2 separate regions of the Danio rerio genome follow, and region 2 is linked to region 1. Evidence: chromatin contacts called from public HiCAR-type data. All regions are on one chromosome and are shown on one strand. The core of a region is the stretch at or near the end of the contact, and the rest is flanking DNA. Distances in the headings are between cores, read along the strand shown.

The links. HiCAR-type assays count read pairs that join an accessible place to other places.
Region 2: a contact with region 1 is called in a HiCAR-type map of caudal fin, with 4 times the contacts expected there. The contact joins the promoter of rap2ab here to the promoter of mbnl2 in region 1. A contact is called at or near these places in 2 of 4 datasets of contacts at active chromatin or transcription factors (caudal fin and embryo).

What each region holds. Positions count from the first base shown.
Region 1 is chr1:2,838,290-2,842,462 of GRCz12tu, forward strand. mbnl2 (muscleblind-like splicing regulator 2) reads left to right here and starts at 2,400. Exons shown (of 6, transcript NM_001161671.1): 1 at 2,400-2,655.
Region 2 is chr1:2,959,792-2,963,964 of GRCz12tu, forward strand. It overlaps rap2ab (RAP2A, member of RAS oncogene family b), which reads left to right and starts at 1,770. Exons shown (of 2, transcript NM_001145705.1): 1 at 1,770-2,083. The coding sequence starts at 1,770.

The DNA of each region.
Region 1 (4,173 bases), core at 1,150-3,649:
CCCAAGAAAAATGCAATTTCTCAAGTGGAAATAGATGAGCTGGGAAACAAATACATCTTTATAGCTTACATCTATTTCTTTCCAACAGGGAACGCCAAGCAAAACACAAAGCAGCTTATCTGCAGTGGCTGTTTTCACTTTAAGGTTATTAGTTTTCTTCATTATGTGCCCGTAAGAGATTAGCATTTATTGCTTTATGCGGTTCTTGTTTGATTATTTGCTATTATAATGTTTAGCCGGTTTTGCCAAAGTGCTAACATGTAAATTAAACTCAGGTTGTATATGAATAAAATACCTTATTTAACATTACTGAATAACTAGTCATCAGTATTTACACTACATTTTTCAAGTGTGTTTATCACTTTACATTTTGACTTTTTGGCTGTAGTGTTTTCTCACAATTTATTATTATTATTATTATTATTATTATTATTGTTATTTAAATTAATTAATGTATTTATTAATTAATTAATTAATTTATTTATTATTATATGTTTTTTAATTATATATATACATATATATATATATATATATATATATATATATATATATATATATATATATATATTTGTTTTAATTGCAAAAACTAGTAAATAATGCAAAAAAGTATTATATAATTTTTATTTTAATTAAATCTTATTTTTCATATTTTAATTTTATATAAAAATAATGAATAGTGAATAATGCAACGCAAGCTGTAGTGTTTTCCCACAATTTATAATAATTATTCTTTAATTATTAAATAATTTATTTTTAAATTATATATATTTTTGTTTTAATTTCATATAAAAACAATAGTAAATATTGTAACATTTTTATAATGTTATTTTTTATTATAATTAAAATTTTATTTTTGGAAAGATGTACATGGTAACGTCATCATTAAGATGTAAAATGATTAAAAATTTCAGTTCATTAATAAGCAATTTAGGAGTTTATTGAGGGAAAAGTTAGCTAATGGTTTATTAATTATAGGCCTACCTGAAAATAAATAAAGTTTGAGTATTAAAAGTAACATTAAAACAAATTTTGTCATGACTTTTAGAGATCATTTCAATTTTTGCAGTGTAGTTAATAGCTTATAACACTAAAATCCCTACTTGAACTCTACACCCTACAGCTAGATATCTTACACGCAGATTTATGATTATGTTTTGCATCTAGTTTGCATATATAATTTTCCTCTTCAGTAATTCACAGAGACTTTTTTCCATTTTAATGCTGTAGTATAATCTCAAGTAAACCCACCCCAGATTGATGATTACGTTTTGCATATGTTTTCTATTGTATTGTTTAATGTTTCACAAAGACGTCATGATTTTTACCATTTATTGCAGATAAAACTGCCCCTAAAGGCCTAATTTTGAAAATGGCAGCCATTACCTTTCAATTATGCACTTCCAATCTTCAACCATAAAATAATAAGTTAAAGTAATACATGTCATGCCTTTTTGATCGTATACATGTTTACAGTGTAGTTAATAGCTTATAACACTTTAACAAACACTTTGATTACCAACAAGCAGGTTTATGATTACATTTGCATACATTTTCCATAGTTCTGTTTAGTGTTTCACAGAGATTTCATGATTTTGACATTTTATTGTAGATAAACCCACCCCTAAAGGCCTTATCTTTTAAAAATGGCAGTCATTACTTTTTAATTATGCACTTCTAGTCTTCATACTAAAAGTAATATGTTAAAATAACACATTTTGTCATGCATTTTTGATTGTATACATGTTTACAGTGTAGTTATTAGCTTATAACACTTTAACAAACACTTTGACTATCATGCCTAATGGGCAAAGTACTTAAACCCTACACCCAATAGCTATATATATTCAACAAGCAGCTTTATTATTATATTTTCCAAACTCATTTTCAAAATGGCAGCCATTACTGTTCAATTAAGCACTTCCGGCTTTCAGTCTAAAAGTAATAACTTTGCTAATATTACAGCCCTCTCACTCAGTGGATTGACATGTAAACAGTCACGTTTCCAGTCTTCTGAATGCGATCGTCACTATTAGAGATGTAAAATCAGGCCTTCAGCTTGTTGATTTCGCAGCGCTGGAGCCCAAATCCACGGGGCCCTCGGGAGATTCACTCGTGTTTCCAGGCAACAAGCAGACCCTTGCCCTTCCCTGGGCTCCTGACATTCATTCGGACCACACCATCTCACACTGTAAATAGGGGAGGGTGTAAACTAATAGCGTGATGATTTCCCTGATTAAATTCGATTCACTTAGCATCATAAACAGCTTTTAGAAATCGTGTGTTGCATACATTAAAATAAATATGAATTCATATTAATTTTAAGACACATTTGAGGTTTATAAAGTAGAAAGCACCCCCTTTGGAGTCACATGACTTGGTCCCTCCTCCCACGAGCTGTCAGAGCAGCTTGTTGCACGACCAGCTTTTTGGTAAACTAACTAACTTGGGTTTGGCGTGAAAACGCAAACCACTTGCCTGACAAACCGCGTTTTCGCCTGGACCGACGAGAATGTTCGCTTCGGTTGTAAAGCAAGCCTTAGTTCTGTTGACTTAACGAGTCATTTTCATCAGCGAGGCAGTTTCCATCGAGCTCTGCTTTTGCCGTCTGCGTGATTTGTGGTCAAGAACACGGCAGCGGCTGGTCATGGTAACCAGGTAAGCGACATGTACAATTTAAACCTATTTCAAGCGATGTTTAAATGTTTATCATCGATACATATACTATGTTTAATGTCAGTACAGTGTTTGTTTATTGCAGTCTGAGAGAGCGTGTTTAGCTAGCGCTGGATTCGTCGCTCAGTGATGTCGACACGGGTTTAGTTAACGTAACGTCGTGTTTCCTTGTTTTCGAGAGATGTTATTAATACATCACAATAATAAAAGTGCACAATCGAGCGTCACAAGTGTGAATATGTAGATAAAACAACTACGATATGACGCTAGACGAAAAAAGCACGCGTGCTGGGCCGTAAAAGCATCGTTTAAATAGCGTAGTTTGATATTTAGTATGAGTTAATAATAATAATCCATGAAAAATGTGAGTTGACAGATTATTTTTATGGTTGTTTTATATGACAGACGGTGCCTTTTCCCGCGTCACCGCTCTGGCACTTCGTGAGGTGAATTAACCGAATAAATCACGTCAGTTATAAACCGTCATGCGAGTTTTCGCGCGATTAATGATGTCACGACTGAATAAGAGTTTATTTTTAATTTAGTAAAGGTATATAAATGTTGATAATCATAACTCGGACGCTAAATGCTAATCAAATCTGTAAACTCAGTTTTGATTTCAGTTTGTGTTTGAGTGTTGTTTAGTGTATTAGAATAAATATCATCCGAATTTATCGTCTATAAATAGCCACTTTATTAGAGTTGTGTAATATATAAATGATGATGACGATGAGTTGGCACTATCTTTCTAACGTTAACGTTACTTCAGACTGCTGGATCTTTTCCCCTCGTCATCATAGCTGCGTGAGGAGAATTTAACCGAATATATTAACCCAGTTGATCAATAATCCGCGAATATGCTGTATTTCTGTCCGGAGAGTCTACAGTTTGACATATGGTTCTCCCATCTAGGCTAGTCTTGTCATGAAACCGCTCCCAAACCGCGCGCCACACCCCGTGCGCGCGCGCCGAGCACGTGAGATCACAACAACTAGTTCATTATTATAACCATCATCACCAACACAGACACACACACACACAACTACTAGAACGATTCCATTATAAACGCAGCTGTCGACGCGTCACGAGCTTGCTGTGTGTCATTGTTTAGCTACGTCGCGTCTGACGTTTTCTCAGTGAATGAGACCCTTGCAAAGGCTAACCCTACTACAGTACTGATATTAATGTTATTTATGGAGCATATAAGGATCCTAGCATTATTATCGTGTTTTATTTTATATTATATCATCGTGATGCATGTTAAACTGACATGCTATAGCCATGCTTTGTATTATAAATTTATTTAGAAGATTTTCTTTTATTTTAAACATTGTCAAGCAGGTCTACAGGCAAAGGGTTTAACTAAATAAAAATACAACAACAACAATAATAATAAACTCAGCATAATTTAATGCAAGTTTACTTACATAGCTTAGACTTATACCTTATTCATAGTGCTTTTCACAATAGTTATCACTCCAAAGCAGCTTTAAAATAGGT
Region 2 (4,173 bases), core at 520-3,019, 120 kb after region 1:
TCGTTATTAATCAGGGGACTCCACAGCGGGATGAACCGGCAACTAATTCAGCATATGTTTTACACAGCGGATGCCCTTCCAGCTGCAACCCAGTACAGGGAAACACACATACACATACCTCTTTTATGCTTTTTTATGTTATCAGTTTTTTAAAGGGCACATACTTTACCCCTTTTTTATAATTTATTATTATGGTTGTTCTGAGTGTGCCAGTTTAGGTTCAGATCAAAACACAGTTCAGATGTTTTGAATATAATGTGTTCAAGAGTGTCATGTTGGGGAGCGTGTACACAGCTCGCTGTTTTAGGGGCGTGTTTCTTCACATGAAAATTAGTTTCAAATTCCCGCCCTATGTAACAAGGGGGCGGAGCCAAGAGCTCCCTTGCTCGGTTTGGCAACAGACAGAGAGAAGCAACATGAGTGAGAGGATCAGCATTCAGCCGTACATGTACGACTCGGACACAGACAAAGCAGAGAGTACACAATCATTAGTGTCTTTGTATATTTTTACAGCCAACTGTGTGCTAGTTTAAAGTGCCGAGCTTGTACACCGAGACTAATAACCACACACACTGAACACTGAACAATATGAAGTGAATAATATATACTTGAATGTAACATTTTTCATGTGCATTTATTATGACAGTCTTACAATACCATGTGTGTGTGTGTGTGTGTGTGTGTGTGTGTGTGTGTGTGTGTGTGTGTGTGTGTGTGTACCCAGTGAACTGCTGATGCATAATAGATATGATTTACCACTGATGTAACTCAAGCCAGACTCACGTCTGCTGTCGCTCTCTAATGAAACCTGCAGACCTCCACATGTGGAGATGGATAATTTAGGAGGTAAGAAGCGCTGCATAACACACACACACACACACACACTCATCTGTGTATGAGATTACATAAGGATGTGCTGCAGGAATGTTTGAATGTCTTTGTGTTAGATAACAAAACCTCCACTGCTCGAGCAACATGTTTCATGTACAAACCGACAGACGCAGTGTTGACTTTCTAGCAGAGCAAAAAGATCTAAAGCACTGCAGACTGAAGTGATGCAGACGCTCAGCCTCCGTCAGCGCACACAATGGCCGCATCCCTGTTGCTTTCTATTTCAGGTGCTGATGCAGGCGACGCGCTGTTGCCATAGGAACAGCATCCCAGCTTCGTTTATTGACACGCTCCTTGGCACCGCCTCTCATTGGTCGCGTGGCTGATGCAAAAAGCGGAAGTCCCGCCCACAACGCACAACATTGCCTTATTTAGAGCGACAGGCGTGGCTCACAGCGCTCCTATTGCACGCGCAATCCATCAATCCCGCTGCAAAACTCCTATCCTAGATGCGTGATCCGTGGCTTCAGAAGGTCTCCACCCGAGAGTATGGCGGTTGAGTATGCTGGAAGATGCAGAATAGCGTGCATCTCCTATTCAGGAATGCAGCAGTATCCTTAAAGCTCTCCAAATTACGCGCTGACGCGACGCGTAATGCTCATCTTTACGCGTTTCATCAAGCTAAACATGCTCGCGCATCGCGTTTCTAGAGGTTACATCTTCAAGCAGATGTCTGGCTCTAATAGGCGCTTGCAGATGCCATGAAGTCCGCGCATTGGCTCTTTGTGCGCCTGTGTTATTTGTCTCTGTGGTGAGCGTTGTAATACAGTCAGCCATGGCTCCGCGTCTGCTCCACTTCTGCAGTATTCAAGGCGAGTCACACCGCTGTTAGCTGGGCTCCACAACGCGCGCGTCTCGTCGGATCCGCTCGCGGCGCAATGCGCGAGTATAAGGTGGTGGTGCTCGGCAGCGGAGGGGTCGGCAAATCCGCGCTCACCGTGCAGTTCGTGACCGGGACCTTCATCGAGAAGTACGACCCGACCATCGAAGACTTCTACCGCAAGGAGATCGAGGTGGACTCGTCGCCGTCGGTGCTGGAGATCCTGGACACGGCCGGCACCGAGCAGTTCGCGTCCATGCGGGATCTCTACATCAAGAACGGGCAGGGCTTCATCCTGGTCTACAGCCTGGTCAACCAGCAGAGCTTCCAGGACATCAAGCCCATGAGGGACCAGATCATCCGGGTCAAGAGGTAAGATCTTCGTGGAAACACCAGCCTATTGAGTTATTAACATTTTAGCAGGACTTGTTCATTACGGAACCATAACTTTCAAATGGTACTTCAGTACACGTCCATAAACATTTCATCTCAAACGTACAGTATTTACCATGGTAAATTGACAGTATCACACACTAACACAATTGTACAAGACTAAATACCTATTTACATCTCTTGATGTTTAAATACAGCTGTGTGATGATCAAATGACATACTACTGTGACAAAACTTGGAAATTTACCATGGTAAATTTCCTAAAGCAGGGTAATACTTGTTTTTGTTGCTTTTTCTCAATATTACTGAATGTAGCTTGGCAAAATGACAATATTATACAGTAACACCATGGTGTAAACCAAAATACCCTCTTACATTGCTTCATGCTGTACCATGGTAAATGTCCAAAAACATCGCCTACTCAAATTTCCATTGTGTCACCATCATTTTAGCAGGATGAATATAATATGGATTTATTGCATCACAACTTTACATGGCACCACCGTGTTTTTTCATGTCATGGTACTTCAGTATTGACACCATGGTACAAGACCAAAATGCCCACTTACATTTGCTGATGCTTTACTATCGCTGTGTGATGATAAAGTAGCATACTACTATGACAGAACTTGGAAATTTACCATGGTAGATGTAATTATTTTTTATTTGTTGCTTTCATTTCAATCTTACAGTATGTACCATGGTATAATCACAGTATCATACACTTACACCATCATACAAGACCCAAATACCCACTTGCATTTCTAGATGCTTTATTATAGCAGTGCAATGGTTGATATGTACATTTACAATGTGTTAATCATTTTAGCTGGATGACTATAATATGGACTTATTTCTTAAGACATCATAACTTTACATGGTAAATACTGGGTGTTTTACTTCAGCAGTGTGATGGTTGGAAATGTGCCATGGTAAATGTCCAAAAACATGGTATTTCCAGCTTTCCAAGGCACCACCTTGTTTTTTCATGTCATGGTACTTCAATATTTGTTACACGTCCATAAACATTTCATGTCAAACCTACAGAATGTACCATGGTAAAATGACAGTATCATACACTAACACCATCATGCATAACCAAAATACCCACTTACATTTCTGAATGTTTTATCATAGCAGTACAATGGTTAAAATATACCATGGTAAATGTCCTAAAATGGAGTAATACATGTTTTTTTTCTTTGTTGCATTCATCTCAAACTTACAGAATGTACCATGGTAAAATGACAGTATCATACACAAACACTTTTGTACAAGACCAAAATACCAACTTACATTTCTGAATGTTTTACTAGCTGTGCGATGGTAAAACAGCATACTACTATCACAAAACATGAATATTTACCATGGTAAATGTGCATTTTTTTCAGTGTGCTGCTTTCAACTTGATCTTACAGTATGTACCATGGTAAAATGACAGTATCATACACTAACACCATCATACAAGACCAAAATACCCACTTACATTTCTAGATGTTGTTATTTGGAAATTTACTATGGTGAATGTCCAAAAACATAGTATAACCTACTTAAATTTCCATTGTGTTACCATCATTTAAGCAGGATGAATATAATATAAACTTATTCCTCATGACATCATAACTTTGCATGGCACCAGCGTGTTTTTTTATCATGTCATGGTACTTCAGTATTTGGTGCACATCCAAAAACAATTCATCTTAAATGTACAGTAAGTACCACGGTAAAATTACATTATCATACACTAACACTTTTGTACCGGATCAAAATACCCACTTACATTTCTCAAAGTTTTACTATAGCTGCGTGATGGTAAAATAGCATACTACTATCACTAAACTTGGACATTTACCATGGTAAATGTCTTAAACGGGGTAATACATGTTGTTTTTAGTTTGTTGCTTTCGTCTCAGTCTTACAGGGTGTACTATTTTTCAATACCAAAATACCCACTTACATTTCTGGATGTTGTTATTTGGAAATTAACTATGGTAAATGTCCAAAAACATGGTATTGCCTACTCAAATATCCATTGTGTTACCATCATTTTACCAGGAGGAAAATAATAT